Regions from separate parts of the Mus musculus genome. Here regions 1 and 3 are each linked to region 2. The links are chromatin contacts, called in public HiChIP or PLAC-seq and promoter capture Hi-C maps. All regions are on one chromosome and are shown on one strand. The core of a region is the stretch at or near the end of the contact, and the rest is flanking DNA. Distances in the headings are between cores, read along the strand shown.

Region 1 (3,111 bases), core at 251-2,750, 49 kb before region 2:
CAGGGAGGTGTAATGGTGGTATTCAAGCCTCAAGTTGTCCCAGTGCTTGTAATGCTGGACTTTGAAAGTCTGTAGGACCTACCACTTTTTCCTTGTCACTGATTTTTTTAAAAAGGAAATTCTGTTCTAAGCTGGTCCCATTTTATTTCAGAAGAAACTAACTTATTTGACTCCACGGGCTCACTGGGGATATTTTGAATTTCATTTCTGATTCTGGTAATACTAGAATAACGTTGAGCTACATGGATGAATATATTTTGTATGTGAAAAGGACTATGTCCATTTATGTTGTTATAGTAAAACATTTGTGGCTTGATAATTATGAATTCTCCATGTTCAAGACTCAGCATCTGAACTAGCCTTCATCTAGACAAGGTCCCAGAAAGTGTAAGGCATCAAGGTATCATAGGGGGGAAAAAAGGAGCGCAGATCTATCTCTTCTGATCTTCTCATCTCTCCTTCTCTTATTAAAGCTTGGAGTCATAGTCCTTAAGAGCTGGGGCGTGCTCGCCACCTAGTGGTCATGAAGATGATATTCTGGAATTCAGTCAGGCGTCCCCACCCTGAGAACCCTGTGTAATCTTAATCACTTCTCAAAGTCCTCACCTCCCAAACACCACACACGAAGTTTCTATCTTCTGATACCTCACAATAGGCATTATATCCAACACGGGAGTGCTCAAGAGACGTGCTGACCCACCTCCCCATCTTCCTTTCTCCTCTTTTAGTTCCCGAGTCTAACAAACACTAATCCATGTGTTGTGACCCTCACCTACAGTAGGATTCTTCCTTTGTCCTCTGAAGAAAGACAAGAAGCACTAAAAGTTCTGTGAATTTACAGTTCCAAACACTTCAAGGAGAATAAAGCTGAGCCCATCAAGTTAACAATGGCCTGGGCTAGTCAATTCTAATTTAAGTTGCATAGTGAGGGGATTTGTCCAAACTTTTAGTCTAATAGTGGGGAATTGTGGGTTGAGGGCTTCTCCAGCCTGGTGTGGTCCCTGAGCTAGCCTTGGCACCTGAAAGGCAGAGAAGACAAGGATCACCTATTGCTTGTAACTGGCAATCTGGGACCTTATCCAAAGGACCCCAAAGATATTTCTCCATCCCTACCTACATACCGCACAGAAAGGATTCCTTTTGATTTTACAGCGTTTCAGTGGAATTCAAGAAGGTATCTTTTGACCTGGAAGAAAGGACATTTATTTATTCTCTTGGCCATTTGCAGCTGAGGAAGAAATAACTTACCAGATCTCTGCTTAAAGAAATAATAATAATAATAATAATAATAATAATAATAATAATAATAATAAAAAGGCCTGCAACTGAGGAAAGTAAAGTCCCCTTGAGAGTGGCCACAATCTTCTGCTTTTATTTTGACAGCCCTCCAAGGTCGGGTTTTAAACACTCAGCCAAGAAAAGGCGCCTCCACCCAGCTTGGGCTTGCCAGGAAGACACGCCCCTTCTGCATGCTATAAAGGCAACAGCTGGCTCTGAGCACTTCATCCTAGCTGTAAGTGGAGCCAGACCTGCTAAGCAAGAGGTAAGATTCTCAGGGGTCATAGCAAGGAGGGAGGAAGCTGGCACCTCTTCCAGGAACCAGCACGTTCCTGGTACCTCACCCTCACCCAAGATGTAACCAGAAAATGCTCTGTGGATCCCCAACTGCACCCTACTCCAGGCCGCGGGCCCGAGGGAGGAAGGTGATCCTAGTTTTTCTTTCCCTCGGCTTTCTTTTTGAACCTTGATCTGGGAGACAGTGCCCTGAGCTTCATACGGTCAATCCTGGCTGCAGGGAGGCTGGGAGGGAAGGAAGCTGGTGAGATCCTAGATCCTCAACAATGAGAACTCCATGTGGCCCGGGTAGCTAAACAGCCAGGGACACACATTTGTGATTAGCCTGTACTTGGACAAACTGGAGCTCTGAGTTTGGGACCCAGCTGGATTAGCAGATGAGCCTCAAGCAGGGCTTGCTTACCCACTGCAGGAATCAGCTTGTTTGCAAAAGGGACACAGAGGAGTGTTCCTCTTCCCTGTCACCCACATCTTACTTATTTGAGTGGCATTCTCAAATTCGCATATTTCACTCCAGCTGAGACTTCAGCCTTGATCTCAGGCATGGAGAACTGAAGTAGTATGCTTGCCCTCTTAGGAAAAACAGGATGAGGTAGGAATTCCAAACTGTAGGGTCCTAGGGGTGGATGTCAGAGCTGAGGTAGGTAGTGTTGCTGGTGTTGTAGCTGGCAGTGCTGATCTCCCCTCTTTTGCAGACTTCACCATGGAGCAGCTGAGTTCAGCCAACACCCTCTTCGCCTTGGAGCTGTTCCAAACCCTGAATGAAAGCAGCCCCACAGGAAACATCTTCTTCTCTCCCTTCAGCATTTCTTCTGCCTTGGCCATGGTCATTCTGGGGGCCAAAGGCAGCACTGCAGCTCAGCTTTCTAAGGTTAGCAAAAGCCAAACTGGCCAGCTCTCCCTGCCATCTCCATGCTTGTTAGATGGTACAGTCAGACTTTCAGAGAGCCACACCCCCAAAACAGTCAGTTCTTCATTCACTACCAACTTTAAGTGAGATTAGGGCAGAGTCTCTGTTCAGTTGGGGACACAAAGTGAAGAAAGACAATGACACTACCTGTGGGTTTGGTTCTCCCATTCACAAGAGTGAATCACAGGCTTTCAGGTAAGCTAGCCCTGCACCTCCCCAGAGCTAGCTGTTTCCTGTTTTCCTTTTGCACTGATAACCACTACTCATAAATCATGCCAGTAATAGGGTCACCTTCAGGCATGACAAATATAAGAACATGCTACAGGAAGAGAGCTTGGTGGTGGTGGTTTTTTTATGGGGACAAAAGGTAAAGACAGCCACCTGTCTATGTTCCCAGGGTTAGCCCTGTGCCTCTCTCCAGCCTGATTTCACTGGCTGTGGCTCTGCAGGAGGAGGGATTGTAAAGTCCCTGTGGCCTGTTGGACAGGTCCTACCTCCTCTCAGTCCACCCCTGGGAGACAGCAGGTCACCTTTGCATCTCTCCCCACAGCTGCCTAGTCTTCCTTAATGGGTATGAAGGGCACTTCTGCTCTTGGTGTTCCTTAATTCTGAGAGGGGAATTCTGC
Region 2 (3,039 bases), core at 199-2,698:
TATTAGTTCCAAAAACCAGTTAGAATAAGCCAATTAGTGGGAGAGGGGGTCAAGTATAATAGAAAAAATTTAATTAGTTTTCCACAACAAATGGAGCATACAAAATGTTTCTTCCCCAATGTTTGCAGCATGTCCCCTGCCTGGAATTGGGTCACTAAAAATCATGGATATGACCACAAAGATAGCTCAAATCTCTGTCCACATCTCTGCATAAACCAAGAAAATTGGGCATTTTCTTGTGAAAAACGCCCAACAAGGGGTCTGGGGAATCTGGGGAAATGGCATGCTTGCTTGCGTATTACAAACTCCGCTCACGCATCAGGACCGCGCCCCCAGGCCTCCCTCTCCAGAGGAGGGGTCCGGAATCTAAGGACCGCACCCGGCTCAGAATACCTCCGCGGCCCTTGGCAAAAACAGCAAGAGCAGCACTCACCTTACCGCAACCTGGCGGGCCCCACAAGATGAGCGAAGGGATCTCATTGGCCTCCAGTAGCGAGCGGAGCAGAGTCTCCTGCCCTACGGCCCTACTCTGCCCGATGTAGTCCTGCAGCGTGTCTGGACGCATCTTGTCAGCCAGCGGCTTGCCCTCCAGCATCTGTCGGATCTCCTCCGCCGCCAGCGCCCGGGGATGCGCGCGGCCCGCGCTGACTCCGAACGAGGCGTCGGCGGCGTCCGCATCCCAGTGCCCGGGATCGTCCTCACCGTCCACGTCCGCGTCGCCATCGCCGTCCACCCCCGCCTCCTCCTCCTCCTGCGCCTCCGCCTCATCCCAGCTGCGCGGGGATGCGCTGCCTGCGGCGGCTGCAGCCGCTGGTCTCTTCCCCATACCCTTTCTGGCGGGGCTGCTGGAGCGGGCCACCGGGAAGTCCGGGATAAGGCGCGCACCGCTGGGCGTGGGCGGTGCGTCGTAGCTCTCACGGCTCTCGGTCTCGCCGCCGTCATCGCCCTCCTCGCCCTCGCCTTCGCTGCTTTCGGCCGCCGTCGGGGTGGCGGGCTGCTTCAGCGCCGAGCTCTCCGACAGTCGACGCCTCTTGGCGCCGGGTGGCGAGGGCCCCTTGGCCCGCTCCCCAGCGCGGTGAGAGCCGGCCGCTGGCTCCGCGTGCCCCGCAGGGTGCAGCAGCAGGCAGCGGTCCAGGTGCGAATTGATGTGCGCGGCGGGCATCATCTGCTGGCACACTGGGCACTGCACCTGGTGCAACTGCGACAGGAAGGGGTCGTCTTCCGGCCCGCTCACCTCCATGGTGGCAGCTGCCCTCCCTGGCGCCCGTGCGGCTGCACCTGCCCCTGAGAACGCCGATGCCCGCCGCTAGGCCCGGTGCCGCGCGACCCTCGCGCGGGTAGGGAGCAGGACACGCACGGGCCGAGGGAGGGCGCCGCTCATGCCTCACGTCCTGAGCTCCCGCGTCAACTCGCCCTCGGCCCGCAGCTGGCAACGCCTCGCGAGTCGTGTCGGGAAGTGTAGTCCAAAGCGGGCAGAAGACTCCGCAACCCGATGCCCCCAATCGCCGCCGGCAATTTCTCGCATTGAACTTTGGGAAATGTAGTTCTCCGTCACAACAGGCCCTCTCGTCTTCTTCGGTCCCTGGGAAGAGCCTTTCTGTGGCGCTGCTTGGATAGGCGTGGTGCGCGTGCGCATGCCTGCTCAGTACCGGAAACAACCGCCTTCGAGTAAAACCCAAGCGGAGGGAACTTGGGAACCTGGCTTTCCAGGATTTTGGCCTTCTGGGTGCGGAACTAGAAATGCTGTCATCAGGGAGAATATTTGTAATAAAACTAAAACGAAGTGGAAATACCCCAGAAGTGCCTAGGAAGCTGGAGAAAGGGCTTCGACATAAACACACAAGAGCTACACAGGTAGACAAAGTTCAATTCCGAAGGCTGCTCAAGGAAATGCAATAAAAGGGATTCCCTCCCCTGTGCCCCTTAATTTTACTTTAGGACCTGTCGCCCAAAGTACTTGCTTAATAGTTATCTCTAGCTGATATAATAGTCGTAAACTGAAAATCACCGTTGTATCCCAATAACAAAATGATGGCAGGCAGTCCTTAAAGGTATTTCCAGCAGACAGGAGCAGGAAATGAGTACAATAGGCATTTATAAATGTATATTCTCTGGGTGTAGTGCTGTGTACCTTTAATACTAGTACTCAGGAGGCACTGACAGGTGGATCTCAGAGTTTGAGGCCAGCGTGGTCTACATTTTGAGTTCCAAGTCAGCCAGGGCTACATAATACAAAATTGTATTTTTACTTTTGAAAAGCAAATTTAAAAAGTTAGTGTGGTAGTCTACATCCATGTATTACTGCTTATGATTTTATTATGCTTTTCTGTAAGTTACTCCTTGGAAAGATGCAAAAGGAGCTGGAGAGGTGGCTCAGTAGTTAAGAGCACTTGCTGCTATTGTAGGTTCCTCTTTCAGTTTGCAGCACCAGGTCAGAGGATCTGGCTCCTTATTCTGGCCTCTGGGGGCACTACACCTAGGTAATGCACAGTCATACATGCAGGCAAAACATGTAAATATAAATGTAATACATCTTTTAAAATATTTAAATACATATAGGTAGATTGAGAGGAGTGTGACTTGTTAAGTTGCTAAGGCTGGAATTCTCAACCTGTACCTGGGGGCTACCAAAAACATCAAAATTTTATTATAATTGATTATTGCTGATAATCAGAAATTAAATGTGTTAAGGGAAAGCAAAGACTTATGAATCTTGTCAAAATTTGAGTGTGTATTTACTTTACCACCCAACAGTATACAGCAAGTTACAGTAGAAACTTTTTATTTACTGTTTTCCCACTGAAGGTTTAGTTATCTTATGCTATGAAGTAAACTGGCAATAGCTAATGTGACGTGAGTTACAAATTCTGTTACATACCTAAGTGTAGAACTCATCTGTTCCCGTTCTGGCTCCCAAATAGCTGACACAAAGAACTATTAAGTTTAATAACAAGAAGCAAGCCTAAGCTGGACCATTCTGGGCTATTCTAACCCTCTAAGGCTGATAATACCCAGACAAATGCCCTGTTAACATGCCAA
Region 3 (3,267 bases), core at 224-2,723, 38 kb after region 2:
ATTACTGTTTTGCAAGCAAACTCTTCTATGTCCAGAAAGCTAGACCTTTCTCTCCAGAGGGATTATTCTCTGTTTATTTATTTTTGTACCATATCTTTCGATGTGATAAGCCCTCTTACTTTGGTGTACTGTTTATCTTTAGCTGTTAGGTATAATTTCTTAAGTTTTAGAATTAATATACTTATTCAAATATTTAGATAAACTCATGAGTATGGCTAGTCAGGATATTTGGATAACTCGGGTTTACCTATTTTTTTTTTTTACAAGATTTTCAAAGAGAATACACTGGAGTGAATTTTAATCCTTTCTCTGCAGATAGGATCAGTTTTGCAAGGTCAGGGTGGTCTGACACACCCTGAGTGTCTTCATTCAGTATCAGCATAAAGAAAGGCATTCATTGTACCAGATGCTATCTGTCCTCTCAGGAAAAAGAAGGCAATTTGATCCTTCTTCGTCAAAAATTGTGAACTTCTACTCTCCAGTGGCACTAGAACACTGAAAATTGTTTTTAACAACACCAATAAGGCATTGCCTAGGTTCTGGTGTCCCTTTGAGACTCAACCTAGAAAGAAAACACCAATTTGAATAGCTTGCTTTATAGGTTCTACTTTGTCAGTTATTATTTTATGGTGATACAGAAATGGCCATTCACCATAAAGTGGAATCTTTTCCCCCAAACAGCAGCCCAGGCCTGCCAAGCAGCATGGGTGTGACCAAGGGACTTGTTCCAGATATACACTCTATATAACAGCATGTGTGGTTACCTGCGTGAATGCTAATGGTTGAAAAGCACCAGAATATTAATTACTTCCTGCAATTGAAAAATTAAGGAGTAGTTATTTTTACCATGAATGTTGCTGAAATGTGATACTAGTACAGTTGTGCATATATGATTAGTTTTGTAATAGATGCAAGCATATATATATATATATATATAATATGTTTATAAGTGTGTGTGTTCTCAAGGCTCTCTCAGGCTAGTCCTTGAGAACTAGGCAATATCCTTTCTTGAACATTTTAAGAGCATATTTTCCTTGATAAAATAAATATGTCTATTAATAGTTGTTTCCATTAGATTTCCCAGGCAGACAAAACACAGAATTTGTCTCTCAGCCAGTCAGATAAGCTGGGGTGAGGGGACATGTGAATGGCAGCACACCCTGCCTTCCCTGGAAGGGTCACATTCATCCCCAGGGAGGTGGTCTGGACATCGAGTTCTTTACCCATTTGAAAGGAGGCCGCTGTGTGACAGGACACCAACAGAATGCGCATCATGGAAATTCTTTGGTCTGCCCTTGTCAGCAAGGCAGCAGGTGGTTTAACTGAAAGCCACTTGTATGCTGAGTAGAGGAACAGGCTGTGAGATTCTCTGTTGTCACCAAGTTCCTCCTGCCAGGTGCTCACTGGTAGGGCCTGCAAACGTAAGTGCCCATGGCAGGGAGCCACGGGATCTTCCTGCACTCTGTCCGTGCTAATGTTGGGTTCACAGTTCCCAGGGTCACATGGAAAGGTCAGTAGTGTCCGGAGCTTACAACACCATCTGAGCCCTGCGACTTGTGTTAGATAAGCAACGTTGACTTCAGTGTATTTTGAGATACTCTGATTATTTGTTATGGGATGAGAGCCACTGGAAATAAGCATCCTTTGGGATAAAGATAAAGACTTCTAGACCCTACCAGACATCTTTAGCAGAAAGTGCTATAGTGAGGAGACCATGTCTTTAATAACGCCAAGGTTCCAATGAGAAGCATGGTTAGCACTTTGCCTGATCAGCCACTGGATCACCATCCAGATCTCTCTCTCTCTTTCCCTTTTTGCTTGGGTCTAAAAAGATGTCATGTTACCTCTGGGGATTTTTCTAGGCTGTAAAAATATTACCCATTAATCTTACCTCTTATAGTTAAGTTAACCTTGTGGCTCCTTAGGATCTTTGCAGAGTGACACAGAGGACAAGCACAGCTCTTAGATAGCTTTGTTTGGAGTAAATGCTATAAGCCTATGGCCTGACTAATTACTGAGTTTCTTTTCCCTCCTGTTGCTTGCTTGTTTTCTGTGCTTATGGTTTATGGGGACTGTGACACAGGAAACTTGTGGGGACTGTAGTTGTTGTGCACAGCTTTTCATTGCCAGTGTAACATCTCCTTTTTCTGATTTGGTGCTGGGCATGGATTCAGGACCCCACTTGTACTTCAGCACATTGCAGCCCGTGTCTGCTACCTTTGTGTGACTTACATCAACGCTGGACAAAAAGATGTACATGGGATTAAAACTTTAGTTATCTCCTTACCCACTGAGTGGAAAAGCTATTTTTTTCTTTTTTAAATACAAGGCTTGCTTCTTTTAAGGCTTGATATAAAGGATATATCAAACAGATAGCTGAAGTAGAAAAGTGATATGTGCAGACCAATAGGTTAAAAATAATTCTAAAGAAGAATATAGGTTACAGTAGGCTTGAATGAAGACTAGAGAATCCCTTTGCTCTATGTGGAAGCAGATAGAAGCCATTGTCCTGAGTAATTATAAAGCAGCGTGTCTTTCTGACATCTACTTGAGAACTGACCAAAATCAAACTCCACAGCATTAGCTTAAGTCACATCTGAAAATAGATTGAGAGGGCAGACAGGGACAGAGGTTGTGGAAGGCTTCATGTCTGGCAGGAAGAGCCAAGCACGGATGGAGGGCAGCCCAAACTTTATGCAACATGGGTCACTCCCAGGAGATCTGAGGCACCAGCCCAGTCCCTTTGGCCTTTCTTGCAAGGCATTCTAGATTTTCAGTTTTCGCATTAGTAGAAGACTGCAGTCTCCTAAGATGTTGATCCAATACTTTCCTGGGCCCATCAGCTTTGCAGGCCTCAAGTCTCACTTAGCACACATAGCATAGCGTCGTTTCAGAGTAGACTGATGGATTCTGTGAAGATCAGGGTCTTCTAAGGCAGACCCCATGTCTGTATGTGGGGCCCAGCTTGCAGCTCCTGTAAGCTGAAACAAAAAGACTTGCTGTGCTCTGCTCAAGCTGGTTCAAAGGCTTCTTAAAATGCTTCCTCTGCACCCAGCTCTCCACAACAATCTGCAGAGGAGGCCAAAATAAGAGTTGCCTGTGCATGCCTACCATGACTAGTGGTGGAACCTACATACACTTCTCCAGCTTTCCTTGTAGATACCACAATACAAGCTAAATAGACTTCTGTGGAAGATAAACAGAATCTGGGCACAGAATGGTTAGCCCGGAGTCCTGTATAAAGTTGGCACCTAGAAAATAGATAAA

What was found. Promoter capture Hi-C pulls out the DNA fragments that hold promoters and counts their contacts. HiChIP or PLAC-seq counts read pairs in DNA pulled down with a chosen protein or histone mark.
Region 1: a contact with region 2 is called in a promoter capture Hi-C map of hematopoietic stem and progenitor cells, with 4 times the contacts expected there. The contact joins the promoter of Serpinb1a here to the promoter of Wrnip1 in region 2. A contact is called at or near these places in 20 of 39 promoter capture datasets (the 3T3-L1 cell line, 3T3-L1-derived adipocytes, the C10 cell line and 13 more), 10 of 484 Hi-C or Micro-C datasets (LSK cells, bone marrow, centroblasts and 7 more), 6 of 115 datasets of contacts at active chromatin or transcription factors (the HPC-7 cell line, astrocytes, effector CD8 T cells and 3 more) and 3 of 9 other capture datasets (adipose tissue, liver and pancreatic islet).
Region 3: a contact with region 2 is called in an H3K27ac HiChIP or PLAC-seq map of heart atrium, with 6 times the contacts expected there. The contact joins the enhancer-like site here to the promoter of Wrnip1 in region 2. A contact is called at or near these places in 5 of 39 promoter capture datasets (3T3-L1-derived adipocytes, embryonic stem cells, liver and 1 more), 4 of 15 datasets of contacts at CTCF or cohesin (the G1E-ER4 cell line, hippocampal excitatory neurons, liver and 1 more), 46 of 484 Hi-C or Micro-C datasets (the AML12 cell line, the AtT-20 cell line, B cells and 30 more), 8 of 115 datasets of contacts at active chromatin or transcription factors (astrocytes, cardiomyocytes, embryonic limb bud and 4 more) and 3 of 9 other capture datasets (adipose tissue, liver and pancreatic islet).

What each region holds. Positions count from the first base shown.
Region 1 is chr13:32,849,574-32,852,684 of GRCm38.p6, reverse strand. It overlaps Serpinb1a (serine (or cysteine) peptidase inhibitor, clade B, member 1a), which reads left to right and starts at 1,500. Exons shown (of 7, transcript NM_025429.2): 1 at 1,500-1,543; 2 at 2,271-2,446. The coding sequence starts at 2,279.
Region 2 is chr13:32,800,439-32,803,477 of GRCm38.p6, reverse strand. Wrnip1 (Werner helicase interacting protein 1) reads right to left here and starts at 1,448. Exons shown (of 7, transcript NM_030215.3): 1 at 434-1,448. The coding sequence starts at 1,240. It also overlaps a transcript of Mylk4 not described here.
Region 3 is chr13:32,762,732-32,765,998 of GRCm38.p6, reverse strand. The region is part of intron 2 of Mylk4 (myosin light chain kinase family, member 4); the gene reads left to right. Among named protein-coding and RNA genes, the nearest start is that of Mylk4, 20 kb to the left of the region's middle. Within about 2 kb of position 1,473, at least 13 of the 459 cell types and tissues checked have an H3K27ac peak or open chromatin away from gene starts, as enhancers often do. A contact at or near this core is called in heart atrium and hepatocytes, where this site is marked.